Linked DNA regions of Mus musculus: region 2 is linked to region 1. The links are chromatin contacts, called in public promoter capture Hi-C maps. All regions are on one chromosome and are shown on one strand. The core of a region is the stretch at or near the end of the contact, and the rest is flanking DNA. Distances in the headings are between cores, read along the strand shown.

Evidence for each region. Promoter capture Hi-C pulls out the DNA fragments that hold promoters and counts their contacts.
Region 2: a promoter capture Hi-C map of pre-B cells shows a contact between it and region 1, with 4 times the contacts expected there. The contact joins the enhancer-like site here to the promoter of Emid1 in region 1. A contact is called at or near these places in 2 of 39 promoter capture datasets (liver and pre-B cells).

Annotation. Positions count from the first base shown.
Region 1 is chr11:5,148,391-5,155,032 of GRCm38.p6, forward strand. Emid1 (EMI domain containing 1) reads right to left here and starts at 3,840. Exons shown (of 15, transcript NM_080595.3): 1 at 3,732-3,840. The coding sequence starts at 3,832.
Region 2 is chr11:6,181,668-6,188,294 of GRCm38.p6, forward strand. The region is part of intron 2 of Nudcd3 (NudC domain containing 3); the gene reads right to left. Among named protein-coding and RNA genes, the nearest start is that of Nudcd3, 15 kb to the right of the region's middle. Within about 2 kb of position 3,119, at least 95 of the 459 cell types and tissues checked have an H3K27ac peak or open chromatin away from gene starts, as enhancers often do. A contact at or near this core is called in pre-B cells, where this site is marked.

The DNA.
Region 1 (6,642 bases), core at 2,590-5,089:
CTCTTGCTGATATTTCAGGAATATCAGGAGAGTTTTCTTGTTTTTTTTTTTTTTTACATTTATGTATGTGCACATGTGTGTGCATATATGTATATGTATTTGCATGTGCATTTGTGTGTTTGCTATGTATATATATATATATTTGTATGCATGTGTGTATATGTATCTGTGTGTGTGCATGTTACATGCATGTGTGTGCGCACACATGTGCACAGGCCTAAATGTGTATGAAGTCAGAAGCCAAGTTGTGGAAGTCAGTTTGTTCCTTCTAAGGTGGGTCCTGGGAATTGAACTCAGGTCATCAGGATTGGTAGCAAGCACCTTTACCTGCTGAGCCATCTCAATGGTCCGTGCAAACAGCTTTTTTTGCAAAGCATTCATCATGTGTGGTCACGCTGGCCATGGAATTCAGTCCACCCTGGCTCCGCATTGTCCCCAAGTCCCGCTGCTTCAGTCCTTCACTCTGCTCACACCTCTTGAGCGTTCTTGTGGCCAAGCTGCCCCTTCTCCCACTTTGATCTTTAGAATCTATTTACAGAGCTCCACCCCCTCACTCTGGCAACTTCTATGCATCCTTTGGGTCTTAACCTCAAGGTCCACACAGGCACAGCAGCTCTGAGCCATATTCTCTCCCACAAGTGAGGGGAAGAGAGCCTAAGCAGGGACCGGGTCCGTACAGAAGTCAACCCAGGCCTGCTCAGAGGTGTTTATTAATTGACTGTGTGACTGAACACAGTAGACTGGGCAGAAGAGTGAAGACCCAGGGCTTTCAGAGAGACAGCCCACCATCCTGAGGACTTCCTTCCCTGGGGTGTGGTCAGTGATAAGGTGCCTGAGAGCCAGGCAAGGCTGAGCTGGGAGGTAGGGCCTGGGCAGGGCTGGAAGGAGACAATACAACCCTTCCTGTCCCCCCCCCACCACACACACACACCTTGACCCACTCAGCACCCCCAGAGCCTCCAGAGGCCACCAAAGGGGGAAGAAACAGGCCAGACCAGCTCAGCCTGGCACCAGCCACCCTCTCTAGTGGACCTACACACTGCCCTCCACTTCCCGCAGCGAGGGGCCCAGGGGACTTTGTCTTCACAGGGCCCAGGGCTGCGATCCGGAACAGAGATAGGAGCTAATTGCAGAAGGCAGCCAAGCGGGCCAGGGGCCAAGGGCCGTTATGAAAAGAAGAGCAAAGAACTGAGGCTGAGGTGGGGGTGGGGTGACAAGAGCCAGAACCCGAGCCACATCCTGAACCACACCAGGATGCGCCTCCGGTCCCGGGACAGTTTCCCTGGACCTTGCTATGCCCATCTGCAAATGGAGAGAGCAGAATGGCTTCCACGCACAGTGCTCTCAGCAAGCCTTCCCCTACTGTCCATCCGTCATGCCCTGGGGTGCCACAGTCAGCTATGGCAGACGACAGCCCAGCTGGAGGGGGCCAGGGTCTTCCCTTGGGGCCCAGGACACTAAAGTCATATCTTCACAAGGTTCCGTGAGCTTTACATATCAGGAAACTGAGGGTCTGAGAGGAGGCACCTACCTGGGTTAGCCATGTGGGCGTAGAACTGGGATATGTGAATGCTGGAACCAGTCAGAGAAGTAGGGCTGAGGCGAGGAGGGATGTCACAGGGCCAGGAAGTCATCCTACTATGGGATGCGGACTGGCAGCAGCCAAGTGTTCCAAGGTGGCTCTGCAGAGCCCCTGGGCATCCTAGTTGTAGGGGCTCAGTCTCACCACATTCCTGGGGTTGGGGGTGGCCCTTTGGATGCCTTCCCGGGCCTCCCCCTCCTCAGCACAAAGCCTCTTTTCTGCCTTCAGTCCCTCAGCTGCCAAGGGGTGCCCGGGGCGCCTGGCTGGGAGTGGAGGAAGGGTTGACAAGGCGCAACATCCTCATACTGTCTCCAAGATACTGAGACAGGGCCACGAGGGGAGGTCCCGGCAGCTAACGTCCACAGGTAACTCTGGTTTTAGGTCCCTACCCTACTTCAAGATGGTAACCAGTGGGGCCCCAATGTGCGTGGCCTGTGCTCTCAGAACAAACCTTCAGACACAGGATAAGCAAAAGGGGAAACTGAGGTTCACGGCCATCAGTCTCGGTGTCTGTAAAATGGGTATGAGGGGGCTGCTGCAAGAGCTTTGTGACAAGACTATACAGAGGGACAGACTGGGTGAAACCCAGACACCTGCCCACAGGCAGAGTCCCCACACAGGAAGCCGGGGACACGGAGTACAACTCGGAAGTGGTGGCCTTGGGCCAGCTGGAGGGAAGTGTCTCACCCATCACCCCAAGTCTGACCCCAGGAAGCCCTAGATCCTCACCCCTCTTATGTGGGGCTTACTCTATGAAGTGGGACAGATAATTCCCCACTCTCAGACTTTGTTTCTTTCTCTATAAAACAGACAGCAGAGAGAAGCAAGCCTAGATAGCAGCTGGGAAGGTTCTAGAAGCAATGGATGCAGGAAAAGTGCCAGCCCACACCAGCTGTGGTTGGCACACTGTAGGGGTGCTGTGGCATCTGCCACATCTGCCACTCGGCTGTTCCCATCTCAGACAGCTAACTGCCTGACCTCTGCTGCCTCAGCCACTTCTACCCCTGAGCCTGCTCTACCCGGTCACCTGCTTTTGCTAGCTCCCAGGGGGGGTTGCTGGCCTCTGACCACAAGAAAGGGAAACTTCTAAAAAGAAAGAAGTGAGGCCACAGGGGGGTGGGGCCCTCACGGGCCTTTGAATGGGCTGAAAGGCCTAAGAGGCCTGGTTAGTCCACATTGTCTGTCCTGGAGACAGGGGCAGGGGCTACAGGCAGAGCAGGGGCCAGGGCAGGTTCAAACTCTGCCATCGAGTCCAGAAAGGGAGAGCTGAATCCCAGCTCTTCCATGAATACCCACCACGAGCACATTAGTCTCAGTTTGCCCCTCTATTGAGTGGGGACAAGTTTCCCTACATCCTCCAGTCTTGAAGGCACTGTCTAGAAAAAGCCCCACAGGACCCGATCCTGGGAAACACTCCACAAAGGCCGGCAGAGAGTCATAGGCTTTTGGGAGGTCCAACCAAATGCCAGGTCCCAGGGGGCCTCTGACACTGACCCACTGTGCAGTCTCCACCCCAGTCCTTCCTCCGAGTGAAATAAATAGCTGGGACATAAAAAAAGAAAAAAGAAAAAAAAAAAGAAAGAAAGAAAGAAGAAAAAGACAGTAGCAGGGGAAAAGAGAGGGGATTCCTGAAGGGCTGGCTAAGGGGTGATCCTGGCATTTTACATGTACATGAAGGGAAGGGGGGCTTGGGCGAGACCCACAGAAGTCCTGGGAAGCTCTGTTGCATTGCCATGGGTCCACCTTCTGGGGCCTCCGGGATCTCAGTAGGGGAGGCCGTCTGTTCTTTCACACAGAAGTAGGTGAGCCGGCTATCCTGAGCACAGCGTGCCAAACCCCTGCTCCCACTGCTTATGGTATAGAGATGAGCGATGGAGCCCCTGCAACAGTCTCGGACTGCCTCCGATGTCCCGGGATTGCAAGGAGCTGGGGTCGGGTCTCTGTCCCAGTCCTAGGGTTGCATGGAGCTGGGGTCGGGTCTCTGTCCCAGACCCTGAAGTTGCACAGAGCTGCGATCGGGTCTCTGCCCCAGTCGCGGGATTGTACGGAGCTGGGGTCGGGTCCCTGTCCCAGTCTCGGGGTTGCACGGAGCTGGGGTCTGCTTCCCTCACCCCAGTGCTGGGATTGCACAGAGCTAGGGGAGACTTACCTGCGACCCGAGAACCGGGCGCCCGGGACGCTCCACGCGGCGCCGCCTCCCGGGAGCAGGAGCCCGAGGCAGAGCAGCGTCCAGGCCCGCGGGCCGCCCATGCTGTCGTCCCCACCGCAGCCGCGGGCGCGCAGAGCCGGTTCCGGGCGGAGCAGGGCGGGGGCGCTCGGCTTCGCCCGCCCCTCGCCCCCCGCCCCCCGCCAACCCGGAAGCCGTCCGCGCCCCCGCCAGGACGCCCTCCAGGTGCCCACCTGAGCCGCAGACTGGGAAACTGAGGCCCTGGCCGCACCCGCCCCCTCGTCCCCGCAACGCTGCCAGGACCTGAACCCACCACTCCAGAGCGATCGCCTCTGGACGCACATCTTTGACATCTTTGCGGAACTGGGTTCCCGAAACACACAGGATCTTCCCATCGACCTAACACAGGCTTCCTGCGCGAGCTGTGCCATTGTCCCAGGCATCTCACCCCATACATCCTGCCCTGACTAAAGCTTTCATCACTCCGTGTTGGGCTGGCTAGGTCGCCCATGTTACGGAGGAGAAACCCGAGGCTCAGGTGCTCCCGCGTCCCCTAAGTGCAGTGACCCTTATACCTGTTTTACAGGGAGACACTAAGGCCCAGAGCACTCTGGCAGAGTAACCCCAGACCCACAATCCCCTCATCTCAGTGTTGGGGTCTAAGCACAAGTGTAGACAGCATTTTGGCATAGGCCTCAATTTCCCATTCCCTAAGGTAAGGACTGGCTGAGAGCAGAGGGCCTGGGTGGGACTCAGGCACATTCCACGCGGCATAGCAGGTGCGAGGAGTTTGCCTGTGCTGACATGATAGACTATTTGTGTGCATGGATAATGTTGTATGCATGCACGGCGCTGTAAACATGTATGTGCTGAATCTGTGTGTACACGATGTGTTTGTGAGCATGGGCAGTATTTGCTTATGTACGCCATATTTGAATGAACAATGTATGTGTTTGTGTGGTGGGCATGTGTATGCATGTATGTCTGTGTACACGTGAGATGCCTGTATGCATGCATATCATGTTTGTGTACACGTGTGCATGTGTGTGTATATGAACATGTGTGTATATGAACATATATGTACATATATGTACACACATATATGTACATATATGTACACACATATATGTACATATATGTACACACATATATGTACATATGTGTGTATATGAAGTATGATTTTCTTTCTTTCTTTCTCTTTCTTTCTTTCTTTCTTTCTTTCTTTCTTTCTTTCTTTCTTTTAGATGAGCTCTCTATATGTCCTGGCTTGGTCTGGAACAAATACACACACACACACACACACACACACACACACACACACACACATATATAATATGGCTAGCTTTCATTTCACAGAGGTCTGTCTGCCTCTGCCTCCTGCATGCTGGGTTCGATACTGTGCCCAGCTCTACACAAGAGCAGAGTCGTCACCAAGGGAGGTCACAGAAGACGTCTACTGCACGCCCCAGCAGTGAGCAGCCTAGGTCAGGGAATCTTTGCCCAGCTCAGCTGTGCAAGGGGCCATGCTCCTGTGGTTGCTTGCCCATCTCTGTGTGGAAACAAAGACAGTCTGAGTCCTGGGGCTTGCTTCTCCTGGACCTGTGGGTAGAGTCAGGACCAGGGCATAACCAGAGTCCTTTGCAGAGAAAGAGAGAGCCCAGCCCTGTCTCCAAAAGGCCAGGTAGTAGGTGCTGTTCAAACCCTGTCTCTCAACTGCTCTGCTCACGCTGGCTTACACAAGTCTTCCCCCGGTCTGAGCCTCAGTTTCTTGTTTGGTCCTCGTAGGTCTTTGGGCAGACTTATAATGTCCCAGATGCTTATGGCTCTCCAAATCTCCCAGGTCCCTCCAAGGGTATGGACACGGGCCTAACTTGGCCCCCTTAGGGGTGCCTGCCTCCCTTCACTAAGATCATTGGCACTTGGTGTGTGCTGTCTTTTGACACTAAATCAGTCAGTCAGTCCCTTGACTCCCTGGCTATGCCTTGCAGGGGTGTGTGTGTGTGTCTTGTTTTGTAAAGTACTGGGAATTGAACCTATATGACCTTGCCTATACCTCCAAACTTTGTCTTGTTTTTGCCCCAGGCAGATTAACAACTTGATTCTGCCCCTAGATGCACATCCTACTGATGGATCCAGGTTTGTCTGAGGCCCCAGTCAAGTGGCCAAGATCAGACCCCTCCACCCCAGAGGCACTGCCAAGAACATGCTGTAGTGCATGCCATCAGCCAGGAGGAAGGCCCAACACCTGTTAGCAATCCAACTGAGACACTCCTGTACGTTAGGACACCCAGATCCCCAAATGCACAGACACTCCCTGCGGCTCTAGGTGACCCCTTGCCCTGTGAAAGACTCAGGAAAAGCTGTTGTCATTTTCCCACAGTGAAGTAAGTGGCTGGAGACCCATAGTCTGGAATATTGGTTTACAACATAACCAGGCTGCTGTGCCTGCTGAGAGCCGTGTGACCTGAGATAGGGCGCATCCCCTCTTCTGGGAAGGTGAGACAGCCTTCGTTTCCCTGGTCTTAGGGGTCAGATGCTGAGCAGTGAGCTCTCACTCCAGAGGTTCAGAAAGGCAGGATGTGCACCAGGGATGGGCTTTTGTTTTACTGGAGGTTTCTGTGTCCACTGAGCTGGGGGACAGTGGTCACTGGCTTGAGAGAGTCTCAGGGCTTGTCCCTGTGACTGAAGGTTCCCTCCTGGAGCCTGATCTTGCCTGCCAAAACCAGACCATAGCTGCCAGCATTGACAGCAGCTTCTTCTGCCCCCTGCTCCCCCAGGCTGACCACAGGCCAGGCTCTACCACCCGGGGGGCAGCAGTTGGCTCCCAGGTGTAGGGCTCAGGGTGTGGTGGGCAGGCCCTGTGCTACCAATCAAGTACTATACGCTCCTCTGG
Region 2 (6,627 bases), core at 1,869-4,368, 1.0 Mb after region 1:
TCTGCTGTTTGTGTGTGTGTGTGTGTGTGTATGTATTTTTCCCTGGAACTGGAATTACAAATGGTTGTTAGCCACTGTTTGGGCACTAAGATTGGACCTGAGTCCTCTAGAAGGGTAGCTAGTGCTCTTAAACCTCCAAGCCACCTCTGCAGCCCATGGCTTTGCTTCTTTACACTCAAAGCCATCACATTCATTTCTCCCCTCTTGATTCCATCCTCTGCTCCCCTTAGATTTTCTTATGGATGAAGAGTGAGTTTGAAGACCCTACCTTCGGTTGCTAGCTCCTTGGCTCTCAGGGGTTGCTGCAACTCAGTGGGCCTTAGTTTTTTGTTTGTGGCTTACAACCATCCATAACGAAATCTGATGCCCTCTTCTGGAGTATCTGAGGACAGATACAGTGGACTTCATATAATTAATTAATTAATTTTTAAAAACCTGGAATACAGTCACACATTTCTTAGTGTGGTAAGTTCTGAGAACTGCACAGTTAGGTGATTTAGCTGTGGTACACACATCATGGAGTGTGCTTACATAAAGATGGTAGTATATTCATAAGCCTGACCGTCATGTTACTGTACTGAATACTGCAGGCAGTTGTAACATAATGGTGAATATTAATGTTTAAAAATAGAAGGACAGCAAAAAATAGGGTGTAAAAATTAAAATGATACACCTTCTAGGCACTTGCCATGAAGAGATTGCAGGACTGGAAGTTCTGTGTGAGCCAGTGAGTGAGTGGGTGTGAGCACAGATGCCTGGTTAAACTGGGCACTACACTAGAGTTCAGCATTGGCTTAGCTATACTATTCATAAAAAACGTTTTCTTTCTTCTATAATAAACGTTAATATGCCTTTATTGATTTCATAAATTTATTAATTTTTTAAACTTTGACTCATATAATAACACTTGGCTGAAAACGTGAACACATTGTACTTAGTATCACTGTATTTTATTCTTCTATTAATTTTTCTTCATACTCATTTCACTTTATTTTTCTTATATAGAATCTCTTATGTGGTAGCAACAGCTGGAGCCTGGGTCTTCTGAACAGAGACTCTGGTATGGGTTTCTACAAGATGGTCAGTGTACTGGTAAGGAGACTTGATAAACACGGTCTCTTTCCAGAGTCTGGGGGTCAGGTATTGTAGGTCTAGGAGATGCCATAACAAATGACCTTGGCAAAGTTGCCCAGGGTGGCAATGCAGCTCCTGGCTTATGTGGCACAGTCATCAGTGCCAGCACCTCTTTGGACACCACCATAGTGGTCTCCTACCTTGCACAGAACAGTGTGGGGCTTGACAATCTTGCTCTCCTAGTAGCCTCTCCACACAGGGACGAGGGAAACACCAAAGAGAGCTAGCTCCCCCACAAAACTGACCATGCTGCTACCACAGGCTTGACTTGAACACACCAGTTCAGAGAGGCTCATTCCCCTCTCTGAAGCTCTCTTCCTACTCCCTCCACAATAGTCTCTTCAGATCACCAAATCCAGGTTCACCAAGTGCCACCTATGTGCCAAGTACTAGGATCCCCTGCAAACAGGTAGACAAAGTCCCTTCCTAGGAGAGTCCCAAGACCTCTCATCTTCAAGCTGCCTCAGTGACACTCCAAGCCTCAGCCAGCCTCCATTGCATCTAAATGTGAATGAATGCTTTAAATGCAATAGTCCTGATCGTCATAAAACTCCAAACCCATGTCCACAGATCATTCTGAAATGCCACCTAGACCTCTAGTCAGTCTCAATTCCTTAAGTCAATAAAGCGGTAACTCCCCCACCCCCATCTCCCACAGAAGCCTTCCTTCCTGTGCTTTAGTGATTGTCAGCTCCATCCTTTCAGTTGCCTGGCAACAAGCTTGACAGGGAGAAAAATACACTTACATTTAAAATTCTAAGTGCAAAAAAATACATATAATTTACTACTAAAGACAGTCATTATATAGTAATAAAATATAATTTATCACTAAACATAATAAATACTAAACAGTCTATATACCTACAAAACCAAACAAAATTAAGTAAAAGACTTAGAAGCCAAGAAGAGATACAAGTCTCATTTCCAGTTTCTCTACTGGAAAAAAACACATTAAAATTCCACACAAACCTTAAAGACATGCTCTATTCTTAGGTTGAAAAAAATATATATAAAGCTATCAGCCCGTCCTGTTCCAAAACATGAACTGAAGGTCCCTGTAAAACTTTCAATCAAATTCCATATAGAAAAATTAATTCCTATAAAGTAAAGTCTAGGGAAAATGATTAAACATGACTCTTACCAAGTGTTAAAATGTGTTAGAAATCCATCAGAATCTTTTCCAAACAAAAGAAATATATAGTTTCGTGTTTGTAAGTAACAGAAAACCATCCACAAGAACAAATGAAACCCTAAGGTAGGTCAGCAGAAAATGGCACTTAAAGAGCAGGTAAGAGCAGCACAGACCTGAGCCTATGCCTCTCCTGGAGGCTGGAAGGGGATAAGGTTCCCTCATGCAAACTGGCAGTGAGAGCAAATGGGTAGACTCTCGGGGGCCAATTCAGCAACAGCCATCAAAATTTAAAAACCCTTCTGACTCAGTAATTCCTGTTCTGGGAATTCACCCAACTGATACGCGTACACATGTTCCAAGAAACACACACAAGCATATTCGCTGCAGCAGCATCTGTGACACCAGCATCCTGTAAACAGCTTAAATACACCCCACCCCAGGGACCCATTAGATAATGACTCCAATGACTCTAATCCATAGGGTGTAATACTCTATAGCAGTCAAGAAAAACCCTGGCTACTACGTGTCAGTCACTGAAAAGCTTCTGAAAATTCACAAGATATACAAACCACACCCAGACCTATTAGACAGTGAAGGGGCCCAGCAATTTCCGTTCTGCATCCCCAGTGAGGGTAAGTTCAACAGTAGTGCAGAACCTTGGGGCCAGCCATTCCAGGGGGAAAAGGCCCAGATGACACCCTCAGCAGCAACGCGAGCACAAGCCACTTCTCTGGACTGCAAGCTAGGAGAGCAACAGTCCTACCCCAGGTCATTTTAAGGACTATAAAAACGCACATGTGTGCTAAGGAGAGGGTGCCTGGCAACAGAAAGCACCAAGTCAGTACCAGCCGTTTATCAAGCCTGAGCGATCAGAGCACATTTAGGGGATGTGGCAAAGTCAACAGTCACAGATGTGCTGTGTATACACATGTACTGGGTATTATAGGCAAAGTATATGCACACACGAATAAATTTTACAAAAAACACTATGAACAAATTGTCTCCAGGAAGAACAATTTATTTCCATTACATAGCCTTGTAACTTTAAAAATGTTACCCTTAATCCAACTGTGACTTACAAGAAATAGGACAGAGGACATGCTGAACCAGCTCACAGTTAACAATCAGTAAAAGTCACAGTGGCAAGCCCAACAAACAGCCTGATTTCTTTCTCTTCTCTCTTTCCCTCTCCCTCTCCCTCTCCTCTCCCTCTCTCCCTCTCCCCCTCTCCCCCTCTCCCCCTCTTCCCCTCCCTCTCCCCCTCTCCCCCTCTCTCTCTTCCTTCTTTAAAAACGCTTCTGTGGAATTAACCCAGGGCCTTGCACACTACCTTCGGGACAGGGAGAAGAAACTGTCAATTCTGAGCCGTTGGTGTTTGCGGGGTTTTTATAGTCAGATTCAAAAAAAGCATACACCATCAGAAGGAAACAAAGTTTAAACACTTGCTGAAAACACTAAGATGAAATATTATGAGGCAGATCGTTTCAAAATAACAGAAGACAGGGGAGAAGGCCAGACAGTGAGGCTGTCGGGAGTCCTGCACTCTTATGCCCACTGTGACTTCTACTTCAAATTCTACCTAACAAACGCTTTATGAAAAAAAGCAATCTTGCACTCGCAACACACATGCGTGTGTGCGTGCGCGCGCGTGTATGTGTCTGAACACATTTTTTTTTTCAGGTTACTTTTACCTCCACCCCAAGACCCTTCTGATACAGCTTCAATATCAAAAAACCACAAGCTACTGTTTCCTAAAAACAAAGCCTGCTAAGTCTCACTGTGATATTTAAAAACAAAACAAAAAACAAATAAGCTGCCAAATTTTTAAAAAAATGAAAAGCAAAACCAACACCAACAACATTATACCTGCAATCCTAGTACCAGAAAAGCCAGTGAGGCTAGACAACAGGTTCCTAGCTCAAGAGTAACTTATCAAGCGCCTGCTAGAAAGCCAAGTCTTCCTAGTGTGATTTAATCAGGCCCTCATGGCTGGTGTCTGAGCTTCCTTTTAAAGCAGCAATTTCAAGGTGAGTTTGTCTGCAAGATGAAACAGCAGGAAAGCTCCACAGAGTGCAGAATCTAAGGTGACACGTGAACGCCCCTCGCCTCCTAGTGTTCCACTTACTCTCTAGATTTCTACCTCTTAGCACATGCTACGCAGCACCCACCCTTGTCCAAGGACAAGAGTCACTCCAGGCCTGTTATACCCATCAGTGTGCAGAAGAACTCAAAAGTGCAAAAAAGAATGCTGGAAATTCTCCTTATACTGTTCAACAAAATAGAAAGGCATAATATAATGCAAAATAGAAAGTTTACAAATGAGCCAGGCGTGGTGGCGCACGCCTTTAATCCCAGCACTCGGGAGGCAGAGGCAGGAGGATTTCTGAGTTGGAGGCCAGTCTGGTCTACAAAGTGAGTTCCAGGACAGCCAGGGCTATACAGAGACACCCTGTCTCGAAAAAGAGAAAAGAAAAAGAAAAAAAAAAAAGAAAGTTTACAAATACACATATTTAAGTGTATGGGTATGTTTACATACATAGGGATAACTACAGAAAATATCCCAAAATTTAGTGAGGATAGTAAGATTTTCCTCTTTTACAACTTATCTGTTTTCCAAATATTGCATGAGCATTACCCAAAAGAAAAGCAAGTTTCTCTTTTTAGGACAAACACAGTAGTAATAATAGCTAGCCACTGACTGAGTGACACCCTACCAGGAACCATGCTAAGTGGGTGGGTCTTCAGCATTCACTGTCTTCAATCCTCATGACAACCTACATGGAGTGACTTCTGACTACGCCACCATGACTTGACCAAGGAACTACCAATGATGGACACCTGAGAAAGGCCTAAACCACCAAATGGAGAACTATATAAAACTAAACCAAAAGACCAGATTTTCCAGGTAGTGAGTGCACTCAGACTGCCTCTGACAAAGGCCTTGGTCTGACAGCCTGCCTAAGAAGCATCAATGACACAAACGCCACCAAGGCATCAGTGCTACAGAATCAATGTCAACGTTCTCCTGAAACACCTATGCTGAAGCCGTCCTCCAAGGTGAGGCTTAACTGCAGCTGGGCTCCCTGGGAGACGGTCAGGTCACGAGGGCCGAGCAGTCACTAATGAGGCTTAACAGACTGATAAGCAAGGAGCCAAGAAGCTCATCAATATGACAAATCAGAAAGAAGACTGAGGTCGACCAGCCACAGCGCACATGGCTATACCGCTAGGAGGTAAAAGCAGTAAGATCAGGAGGAGTTCAAACCATACTCGGCTAAACAGTGAGCTTGAGGCCAGTCTGAAGCCAGACCCAGTTTTCAAAGGAAAAGAAAAAGGAAAAAAGAGAAGTGTGGGGGGGGGGGGGTGATTACAACAATAAAAACCGCTGGTAACAGAGCCTAGTGGAGCACTTATGTAGCATACACCAGCACTGCACAAGACATGGTATACTGTCAGGAACCTCTTCCAAATGATGCAATTCTCTTCCCAGGAAATGCCTAGGTCCCTGTAACACCTAGGCACAAAGGACACACTGCCAAAACTATGAAAACACACTAATACTGATGGCTTCCTTTAGTGCCATACTCAAGTAAGCGAAGCAGCTCATACGCCATGCAGTCCATGAAGCCCTCCCCTCACACTGCCCCACTCTACTACTAGCACAGGCAGGGGAAATCAACACAACAGCATGGGGTCACTCATCCAAGAATAAAAAACGCACTTGGTCCTAGCACCTAGTATCTAGGTGATAACTGATACTCCTTTTGACTGTTTTGTTGTGGGTTTGGGGGTGGGGGCCATCTTGGTTTTGTCTACCCAGTTATGGTTTTTCTCTTTTGTCTTTGTCTTTTTGAAGATGAGGGTTTCCTCTCGAGTCCAAACCAGCCCGAAACACCGTGGCTGGGTGATAATTGATATTCTTATTACGACTTTTTCCCCCTTCCTTCCTTTATAAAGGGCTCTACTCATGATTTATATAAGAAAAACAGAGCTGCCACATGCTGTCAAGAGCCTTTCATCTGCATTTCCAGACCTAGCCACTTTTCCAATGCCTTCAGCACCACCTGCAGGTGGAGAGCCTGAACTGCAGGTGCTCTGATAGCTTGCTTGGCTGTGAGTGCTGGGATGAAGCCAAGAGGTCTTACATACCAAGCAGACGATGTAAAAAGAGCTGATGACTGGCAGGAGACGGTGAAAGCTGTTATGTTCCTTCTTTCCACAAGTACTAGCCATGCTCACAGACATTGGTCACTGACCAACTACAACACAGACACTAAGACAAAGTGTCTACTATGGACAGCTCCCAAGCCTATACAAGTAAGATGTGCTTTACAGTCTTGCATAAGCAGCACGTTTTTTTT